Regions from separate parts of the Mus musculus genome. Here region 2 is linked to region 1. The links are chromatin contacts, called in public Hi-C maps. All regions are on one chromosome and are shown on one strand. Each heading gives the region's core, a stretch centred on a gene start, on an enhancer-like site or on the middle of the called end of the contact. The rest is flanking DNA. Distances are from core to core; before and after follow the strand shown.

Evidence for each region. Hi-C and Micro-C count contacts between places; a contact is called where the count stands out from the background.
Region 2: a Hi-C map of the N1E-115 cell line shows a contact between it and region 1, with 2.4 times the contacts expected there. The contact joins two enhancer-like sites. A contact is called at or near these places in 4 of 484 Hi-C or Micro-C datasets (the G1E-ER4 cell line, the HPC-7 cell line and the N1E-115 cell line).

Annotation. Positions count from the first base shown.
Region 1 is chr10:41,286,374-41,291,928 of GRCm38.p6, forward strand. All of the region lies in intron 1 of Fig4 (FIG4 phosphoinositide 5-phosphatase), which reads right to left. Among named protein-coding and RNA genes, the nearest start is that of Fig4, 14 kb to the right of the region's middle. Within about 2 kb of position 2,593, at least 76 of the 459 cell types and tissues checked have an H3K27ac peak or open chromatin away from gene starts, as enhancers often do. A contact at or near this core is called in the N1E-115 cell line, where this site is marked.
Region 2 is chr10:41,149,792-41,155,219 of GRCm38.p6, forward strand. No RefSeq gene overlaps it. Among named protein-coding and RNA genes, the nearest start is that of Gm32411, 14 kb to the left of the region's middle. Within about 2 kb of position 1,475, at least 8 of the 459 cell types and tissues checked have an H3K27ac peak or open chromatin away from gene starts, as enhancers often do. A contact at or near this core is called in the N1E-115 cell line, where this site is marked.

The DNA.
Region 1 (5,555 bases), core at 1,343-3,842:
CAGCACCCGGACAGCCTCTCCACGCTAATGAGGCATCTCAATAGCCTTAGCCTTCAGCCAATGACCTTCCCTTCCTGGATAGTCCCCAAAATGATACAATCCCTGGTTCATCCCACATAAAGCACATGCATTCACACCCACACCACCCACCCCCAATAAAGAAATATGAACAAGCTCAGACCATCTCAGGGAGCAGCTTCATTAAAGGTTGCCATGAGGAAGAACTTTGCCTAAGCAACCTGAAAAACTAAGACTCATAGGAAGGCCTTCCTTCTCCCGCCCCTCCACCACTTGGCATTCAGCATGGACCCAGGTCCTGCTCACCGCAGGCCCCACTTTCCCCTTCCAGCCTGGCATACAGCCTTGCTCTGCTGCCCCACATGGATATGACCCCCTGTCCTGGACTTCACCTTGCCCCTCCTCCCCATCCCTGAGCAATACAGGCAGTTCCCAGACACCACCAGAAGAGAGGTAAAACATGGGACCACGCGTCCCCATACTTTTCCCAAAGAAGTTCCTGGAAACAATATTCAATCCCCTAATGAATAAAGGAGCCAATCACTGGGCCAGTAGGGGGGACTTCCAGGTTAGACGGAGGAAGACAGGAAACAGGAGAGAGTTAGGTCCTTTCTGGGCAGGGATAGCGTGAGGACAAGATGTAGCTACGAGTGTCTCCCAGTTTCAATGGCGGATCTGTCAGGATTCGGCACCGGAGGATTTAGATTTAATAAGGCTTACAAGATTAGGATTTTAGTTGTTGCGCCCAGTGAGTGAGTTACTGTTGTTTGTATTTGTGTTGTGTTTTCTTTCACACAGCAGATCATCAGGGTTCCAGAGAGAAAAGTATGGCGGCAAAGCGTGGGTTTGCCTGATGTGTACCACAAAGGCCGTGGGGGATTGGAAGCATGGGGTTGGTGTGGTAAGGACCCACCAGTGGGAACCCAGCAAGCTGGGTAAAGAGATTTTGGTGCTTTGAGTCAGAGTCTCCATGAGATAAAGACCGTCCGGCTACTGCCGGCCAGGCCACCAGGGCAGAGAGTTGCCGGCACAAACACAGCAACATGACAGTTTCATTTTTTGATATTTCCCACAACAATCCTTTTTTTAAACATAAAGTTCATAAGCAAAACTAAGTGGACTGCTTTATTTTTGGGTAGTGCTAAGAATCAGACCAAGAGCCCCATACATGCTAAGCACACACTCTGCCAAGCTATCTCCTTAATTCAATTATTCTTAAATTACTTTAAAGAAGATAAGTAAAATCTCATTATCAAAAGTAAATACTGTAAAGATATTTTGCTTAAACATGTCCTTTAAAAAGTAATATTTTTGAAATGTAAATAAATAAAATAACCCATTTAAAAAAAGTGAGAAGATACTGCCATAGTCAGCCAGCATTTTACCATGTCACCGGTTACGCAATGTGCAGATGTAAACCAACTAAACACTACATACAGCTGTCTGCTGGACAATGTCAAAGGTCAAGCTGGAAAGCATCCGCCATTGGAAGCCAAAGCAGATGAGACTGAAGAAGGAGCTGGAGCTGTATACAATGATGGAAGAGTCTAGCATTTGGACTTCAAGAATGAGTACAATTCTAAGAAATAACAGTATGCAGAATTCTGTTACAATGTTTTCTATCTAAATCTGTAGGATAAATAAAACTCACTGAAGCTTTTACTAAGTGTACATGTGTCACATAATAATACAGCAATAATAACATCTTGTTAAAGATGTTCCTCATGTTCCATGGGGACATAAGATTGCATTGTCTAATAGCAACATAACTATGTCTTAGTTTGGGTAAGTGGTTTTTTTTTTATTATGTTTGCAGTGAAACTCATCTAACGACACATTTCTCAGAATGTATCCTGTTGCTAAGCAACAATGACTTTGTTTATAAAGGTCTGATCTACCCACAGGTTATGAAAAACAAACCTATATGCTGGCTGATACCAGTTAGAAGATAACTAGCTGAAGTGCTTAGCCCCTGGTATCCTAGAATAGGCAGGGTTTCCTTGACACTGTCAGTAGTAAGGAGGTAGGAATAAAGTGATTTTAATAACAATTAGAAAACAAAGTTGGGGAATGCAGTAACAGGACTCTAGGCACTGGGGGAACAGCCAGACAGAGAGGGAAACTGAGGGAAAGAAACTCAGAATGTCAGCCACGAGCCCCAACTCACTGCCTAGAGGAGGGGGTGACCAATCTGATAAAACAGCCAACCAAATAAATTAGAAAGAATGGTTTGCAAGCTATTTATTCTTGTTACCAGAAAGGGAGCCACCTTACTGAGGTCATGATGATAAAGAACGCCCAGGAGAGCGACTAGCAAGAAAAGGCACGAAAGGGATTGTTATGTTCATAGCAAAAACAAGATGAAGCCAGAAGATGCTCACAGAGCCCCTAACACACTGAGCAGAGTGTTCCCTTGCAGATAGCAGACCCTCACAGGGAGAGCAGGCCCTCACTGCAGGCCCTACATAGAGAAGACCCTCACAGGCAGCAGGCTCTCACAGGGAGAGCAGGGAGAGTGGGCCCTAACAGGGACGGGAAGTCATGTGACTATCCACAGGCTCTGCCCTCAGAAATGGTCCCTTAAAAGAATTTGTGCGGAGAATAGCGCCCTCGTGTGGAGACTGCTCTGAGGCTTTGACCGGCGTGGGGACGGTGAGAATCACTGTCTACACTGCCCTCTGATGGCTAGCCAAAATCCACTCTAGTACTAATTTGATTTTTTTAATTTAAAAAAGAGAGGTAATTTTTCCAGAAAGAGCTGTTCCCACTCAGTCCCGTGTTCTTCTTGTTGAATACAGCAATTCTGTGGCCACGCAAACTCACACTGTGGCATACTGGATAACACCACTCAAGACGGATCTCCCCACGGGAGGAAGCAGAAGAATAACTGCAAATGGAAAGGCTTACCCAAGAAGAGAAACGATTTACATGAATGAGCCTCCAGCAGAAACAGATTGGGGTCCCATGGACCCCAGAGTACTAGAAGATAAAAGAACGACCGGGAGTGGTGGCGCACGCCTTTAATCCCAGCACTTGGGAGGCAGCGGCAGACGGATTTCTGAGTTCGAAGCCAGCCAAGACTACACAGAGAAACCCTGTCTCGAAAAACCAAAAAAATTTAAAAAAATAAAATAAAAATAAAAGAAGACATCACTCTCATCCCTCCACAAAAAAAAAAGAAACCAAACAAAAAAAAAACAAAAACAAACACAAAGTCGGCACATGTTTCTGAAGAAAAAAAAGCAAGATTCAAACTAAAAACCAAGACTAAGATGACATACCTTGTCTTGCCAGTTATTGTTGTCATTTACGGGGTTCACAGCTGGTTAGACAATGGTGACCCCCACCCCACCACACCTCTAGTAGCCTACACAGTACTTTCTACTGCTATGAAAGCCAGCCAGCAGGGGAGAGCTTACTGCTCAGAACCAACTTGACTTTTTCTATGTTCTGTGACCAATGTGTGTGCTGTCTTCCCTCAGCGACAGGGTCTAACCAACAAGTTCTGCTGAACAGAAGGAAAAATCCTGCACTGAGGGGTCTGCAGCCAGCTCTGACCAACAGCTCTGGGGACCCAATACCTGCCGCTCTGCTTAGTTGGCAACTTAGGGATTCTGAGAGGAACAGATAACTGTATAAGATAACTCCAATTAAATGCATATATATTTATATTCTTGATTCGTATATAACTATATAACTATATATATTTCATATACATATCTTATAAAATAGATTTTATACAGCTTTTTCAAACATCCTTAGAGTTATTGATCCCTCTCCTCACTTCCTGCTCACCCCTACCCTCCCACCCCTCTCCATATGCCATGGCTGCAATAGTGGCAAGAATGGGGTAACCCACTGCTGTCTGGCTCGATTGCTGTAGATCTGGCCCAGAACCCACGGTTGAAGAGCTCACACTCACCAGCGGTAGACCTACGACTATTTTTCTGGAGAATAATTAATAAATAATTAATAATAAACGGACACAGTATCAAACCGTCCTTTAGTCTTAGCTCTGTTCACACAGATGAGGCTAGCTCTCAATCACACCAGAGAAGTTTCACTTTGCAGTAGACATTAGCTAATGAAGAAACTTACAACTGGGACACCTGTAGCAACAGGTACACACAGTTCAAGGACCATGATGGAAGAAGGGGCAGAAAGATTCTAGAAAGAGTTAGAAGGCAGGGAGCATCAGAGCAATAATGTCTTCAGGACATGATAGGACTCCTGTTCTCAAGACCTAGCAGCTATGGCTGCCTATACAAAACAAGATCAAGCCAGTCAGCACCGGAGTATGGCCGGGAGGGGGACCATGAGCCCTCACCCCTAACTGAGAAGCTATGGACAATCAATGGCTTCTGGGGAAAGAAGAGTCCGGTTTTTTAAGGGCATGAGCTCTGGCAAACCAACCACACTTCAGTAGATGTCTCCACACCCAAGGAGGATACAGACAGCACAAACTGGACTCACTAGGTTATTATCTAAAAGAGGAGGAACAAAGTTGGAGGGAGATGGAAGTAGGGGTGGATCTGGGGAGAGCTGGGGGAGGAAGGGTGTGGATACAATCAAACACAACTTATGAAATTCTTAGAGATGATAGAAATATAGAAACAAAGTAACATTAGAAATTCTCAGGTGCAGCACAGAGTTATGACAGACAGGTAGGTAACACCATCCAATTAAAGGACAGCATCCATTTCAGTATATAAGTCAGGACTAAATTGTCAGTTGCACTGGAGAGTGGCAGCAGGGTGCACTGTTTTGTAATTCAGACTCCATTGCTTATTGCTACATCGTTGCAATCAATTCTAAGTAAACTGACTGTGAACCTGTACTGGGCCAATTCCCTGAGGACATTCAGATATACAGATAAAGCAGCAAGAGGTGCCACTGCCACCAGGAGCCTGGACCTCTGCACACCTCATGTATAAAGACAGTAGTGCAGATGGCTCACTGACACCTATGGAGAATTATTCTTGGGAAGCAAAACCACGCCCACCTGACCAGTTTCAGAACTTCTGGGCAAAATATATTTTCAGTTACGAGATGTTTCTAAAATTCAAGCAATTCAACATGACAATAAAAGCTATACATACAGTCTTAAAAATAAAAAAGATCATAGTCTGGTGGTCCTCCATTTCACTATTAATCAAAGAAAGAACCTAGACATTTTTAGACCATGTATAGGCCAAAAACAAGAAACAAACAAAAAACAAACAAGCAAGCAAAAAAACACAAAAGCTTTCTAATTTTTAGAAATTTTCCACCAAACTAAAGATATAAATTAAGGGGCTGGTGAGATGGCTCAGTGGGTAAGAGCACCGGACTGCTCTTCAGAAGGTCCAGAGTTCAAATCCCAGCAACCACATGGTGGCTCACAACCATCCGTAACAAGATCTGACTCCCTCTTCTGGTGTGTCTGAAGACAGCTACAGTGTACTTACATATAATAATAAAATAAATCTTTTTTAAAAAAAGATATAAATTTAAAAAAAAATAGGAAATTGTGTGATCCAGGAAAACAGGGACATTAA
Region 2 (5,428 bases), core at 225-2,724, 140 kb before region 1:
AAATAATGTTAACATAGAATTTCCAATGATTAACAAAATTATAATATCCCAGTTAAAGCCAACTCATGCTAAGTACTAATCCTCAATTATTAATGTATATACACATATGTGCATACAAGATGTAATACCACATACACACACTCATCTATCTCTATTATCCCTATCATCTATATATCATCTATATCATTTATATACACATATGTGCATACAAGATGTAATATCACATACACACACTCATCTATCTCTATTATCCCTATCATCTATATATCATCTATATCATTTATTTACTTCTGTCTGTCTGTCTGTCTCCCCCCCCCTCTCTCTCTCTCTCTGTGTGTGTGTGTGTGTGTGTGTGTATTTCCCAACAACAAACAGTATTCCAACATCAACAGTTTTGTTTTGTTTTGTTTTTCCCCGAGACAGGATTTTTCTGTATAGCCCTGGCTGTCCTGGAACTCACTTTGTAGACCAGGCTGGCCTCGAATTCAGAAATCCGTCTGCCTCTGTCTCCCAAGTGCTGGGATTAAAGGCGTGTGCCGCCGCCGCCACCACCACCACCCAGCAACAGTTCTATTCTCTGATGTCAACACTCAACTCTGACACTAAGTCTCTCTTTTTTTAAAGATTTTTTTTTGAGCCGGGCATGGTGGTGCATGCCTTTAATCGCAGCACTCGGGAGGCAGAAGCAGGCGGATTTCTGAGTTCGAGGCCAGCCTGGTCTACAAAGTGAGTTCCAGGACAGCCACAGCTATACAGAGAAACCCTGTCTTGAAAAACTAAAAACTAAAAAAAAAAAAAAAAAAAAAAAATTATTTTATTATTATTTTTTTTAATGTATATCTGTCTGCATGTATGTCTACATGCCAGAAGAGGGCATCAGATCACATTATAGACAATTATGAGCTACCATGTGGTTGCTGGGAGTTGAACTCAGGACCCCTGAAAGAGCTGTCAGTGCTCTTAACTGCTGAGCCATCTCTCCAGCCCCACTAAGTCTTTATGATTATAATTAGCATGAAACCACAATCTAAGGGCTCAGTTCCACAAGACGACCCCCATGTCAGAGTACTGACAGTCTTAGTGATCCCCAGTCTACCCACACTTCTACCTGGCTGACTTCTGTCTCCTGGTCCTCTTTTTCCAGTTTGATGATTTCCTAGAAAGACTAGGAGTTCAGGAAAGCACTTAGCTCACAATGACCGGATCTCAGAAAGGCCACATGGCAGAGTCTCGGACTTCTGGGCACCTGCAGTTTTCAGTCCAGAGGCTTCCAAACTCTCTGTTTCCAAGTTGGCTTGCGACCTCATTTGCTAGGAAGGATTATTTGAAGCGCTGCCCACTGAGGCTTGAACTCCAGTTCCAGCTTCCCTCCTTTCCACGGAGACTGATGAAAAGTCTCTCGCTCTAATCCTGCGGGGAGTTATGCTGAGCAGCAGCCCTGCTCTGCCAGTCACTGCTAAGGCACAGCAGATTCCAAGGCTTCATAGCTCTGGCGCGGCAGCCGGGGCAAACACTAGACATGCTATGTGAGTTTGTTACACAGCAGAGTGGTCAATATTCCTATGGAGTGTGAGGCCCGAGACTGGGAAGGTGCAGAGCTGCTGAGGGGGACCTGGAAATAAACACAGTTCTGAAAACTCTGTGAATTAAGTACCTAGGGGGACTGAAAGGAAGAGTGACTAACTGCCGGAGGAAGCGCGCGCTTTAAACATTTTTTTTTCCCGGTAAAGAAGAAATCATTTGCTTGCTCATGTTCCCCAGTGTTCAAGACTGCCGCTGAGATACTGCTCCAAACGTTGGCTTGGAGCCAACGGCGCCATGTGACCATCGGAACTCTTGCTTTTCCCGCCCACACGATGGAAGGTCGGTCGGGGCTGAGAGAAATACCCAGCAAAAAGAAGCCTGCTTCACAGTCATGTTCTTCCCGAGATGGAGCAAGCACGCAGAGGACCTGCTGGCATGTGAAGACAGGCTAGGTGGTGCCATTTAAACACACGGAACTGGGGGCCCCTGAGCACTGTGCTTTGAACCGTCCCAGGGGCATCTGAAGCCATTTGCAGGCAGACAGAAGGGTAGGAGAAAGTCGTGAGGGTTCTTGTTTAAGACAAGGGAGGGTCAGGCTGGGCCCTCTAAACTCAGGACTGGGGCATGAAGCTGTTAGACAAGAAGATGAAATGATTTCATGGAAAGCCATGTGTCTAGTAAGAAGAGAAAGCCCTGACTGAGAGTAGGCGCTCGGCTTCTAACCACTCTCCATGGTAAGATACCATTGCTGTCAGAGCCGGTTTGCTTCTTTTTTTTTTTTTTTTTTTTTTTTTCTTCTCCTGCAGACTCAGCCTCTTCTCCCACAGCAATACTGGATTCCGTTATTTCTTTTTAAGCTTGTTACTACTGTGTGGTTAATACCTTTTTTTTTATCTCCACTGAATTTCCTGGGCTCAAACCAGCACTAGGCATAAAGCAAGTGACACCCCAGTTAGAAGGAAATGTAAGAGGCATCCTCTTCAGTGCCTCGAGCAGTCTGGATGCTCCACGCAGGAAGAGTGCCACACGGCTTAGCTCTGCTCTTCAGTTTCCAGCCTGGGCTGTCTTCATCCTCATCCATTGTGGGGCTGAATTTAATAGACTATAAGGGGGAAATCTTACATTAAAACAAAACCTTAAAACGATCAGTTGGTATTTTGGGTTAGAAGAGGTTTTACGAAAAAAATTAATCTGTAACTAAAACTTGATGTCAAATTCGAATGTTTTATTGTTTCTGAGCAAAGGCTCAGGGGATGGGAGCAAGAGTGAGGGGCTGGGACGTTGACAACAGACACTCCCCTTCCTCTGCCTGGTCTTGTTTTTGCTTTTCCAAAACTGTCTGTTTGAGGCCTTGCTTTGTGAGCCTCAGGTATTGCAGTTGTTCTATGGCGCCGATCCTCCATGGCCATTGGCATGTCCTGTAGACTGGGTCAGATTGGACCAGATAAAACAAGACCAGACCTGACAGGCCCAGACCAGAGCAGTGCAATGCAGTGCAGAGCAATGCTTGGGAGAGGCCAATATTGGAGTTTGATGGACAGCCAGACTAGCCAATAGTTGAGTGCCAAGTTCAATGAACAGCTCTGTCTCAAAAGAAGGGAAGTAATAGTGGAAGATGTCTGATGTGGACCGCTGGCCTCCACACACATCATTATAAGCATGCATATGCACGAGTGCACACACATGCCCGTGCGTGCACACACATACAACCTAAGAGCATCTCAAATCACAAAGCATACCTTTGGAGAGGGAAGAAGATAAATAGAGAGGGAGAAAAAACACCCACTCTGTACACTTATTTGTTTACATAAATTTGACTCCCATGGAGGGAGCACAGCCAAGGCCTGGAGTTAAGACAGAGTTTTTCCCTAGTTTTGGAAACACAGGTGGCAACAGGTCAGAGACCCACTTCATTGATAGTTCATCTGGAGGAGAAGTTTGAAGAAAGTGCCAAGTAGCACAAGCTCAGAGCCTGAAACTATTTTCTCTTAATGAAACATTTTCCTGGAAGTGCAGGATAGATGCAAAAGCAGACATTTCTAGGAAGTAAGAGAGTTCTGTGGTGGCAGGACCAGCCAGATAAAGCTCTTATGTCCCGGGCCAGTCTGCCATAGAGCTGTGCGTCCAGGTGAGAGTTCAGGCGGTGACAGGCAACCATGGGTGCAGATGTGTACTTTCCAGCTGTGCTTGCAGATCACATGCTCATTCTGCACGGATTCACTGGCGGCCTAGTAGAAGCTCAGCTCCTGTTGGTGCTGAGGAAGGTACAAAAAGACAAGGAGAGGCCCTGGGCATCCTGCTATCCTGGGGCTTGTGATTGAATGGTAGACACTTCCAGAGCAGTCAAAGGAACACAGGCTAGAGATGAGGGATCTCATGGTAGCTCTAAGATGGCCTCACCAGGTGTCCTAGAAGTCATCAGGCATCTCCAGGTCTGCTTCTGCATTGATATACTCTTAAAGGCATTGTACATGTAAGTTCACTGCAAGTCCAGCATCCTGGGCCACTGAAGAAACAGAATAATCTCATGGGGGTGGAATCATCAATTCCGGACATAAACTCATCTCCACAAGTCAAATGAGGCTTGGGGTAAAGTGAACAATGACTTTGTACAAGCTCTTAGATTACTCTCCATGTGAGGGTTCCTAGGGTACCTCTCCCATCCCTAAGTGGCTCTTACAAATGCTCACCGTCTCCAATACCCGGGCCCTGTGCCTAACCAGCCATGTCGACCGGGCAATGTGATGCCCTCTTCCCCACCCCCTTCCTTTAGCTCCCAAAGCCTCTGCCAAGTACGCAATTGCCAGAGTCTCTGGTTGTGTCCAGGAACCTCTATAACTCTAAAGCAAGTGTACACATGTGGTGTGTGTGTGTGTGTGTGTGTGTGTGTGTGTGTGTGTGTGTGTGTGTCTTATATTATCTGCTGTAGTCTCTGTGGGGACTGAAGCTCTCTCTGCCTAGGGCTGCCCAGCACATTGTATGTCACTACCCTCTGTGCTGTTTCAGAGGACTCCAGGGGAAGTTCTTTTTCTATGCTCTGTTACTTATGTCCCTACCTTGTCCTAGAACCCTAGAGACACTTAATCAAAGGGGATAAGAACTCAAGAACCAAAGTATCTGGTCTGATTCCTGGTTTCTCTAGAAGCTGTGTGACGTAGGGCTAGCTGCTTCTCCTCTCTGGGCTTCAGTTCCTCTTGCGTCAAATAGAGATGATAATATTATTTGTTGAGAGAGTTGCCGTGACAATTCATTGAGTTATCACACACGAAATGTTTGGAACAGCGTGTGTAAATGCCCAATACATATGTGTATTTGCACATTTCAAGATGGCTAATAGCCAAAGAGCTCAGAGAGGCAGTGTTTATTTGTGTTTGCATGCTAGCTCCTAGCACCTGCCCGGCATGGGATAGGTACTCCTTTGATAAATGAATACATGAATGAATGAGGGAGCAAAACAAACAAGGGGCCAGAAGGCTGGATGAACTAAAGCTGCCTGATGAAGTAAATCACATGCCAGAGGCTCCAGGTCTGCTGGTCCTGGGGGAGCAAAGGAGCAGATGGCAGGGAGACCAAAACCCCACCAGGCCCACCTTCCACAGTCAGGAGCTTCATCGGAATCGGGTGCTCACCTCTGCACTTCGAATGGCTCGCATTCATACACAGCCCTGTGCAGAAGGTGTGGAGGTCTGTTTTCTCCCTGGAGGTGAGGGGGGCAAGGAAGGGTCTATGGCAGTCAGAGAGACATCAGTAAGAGATGGTCTCCATTGTGTGGAACTTTGAGTTCCCTGGACATTCAGTTGACCACTTTTTTTTTATATTTCTGTCTCAATACACACCATGAAACAGGAGTTTCGTTGACTTAGAATTAGGTCAATTGAATTTACACTCTCCTCACACGCATGGC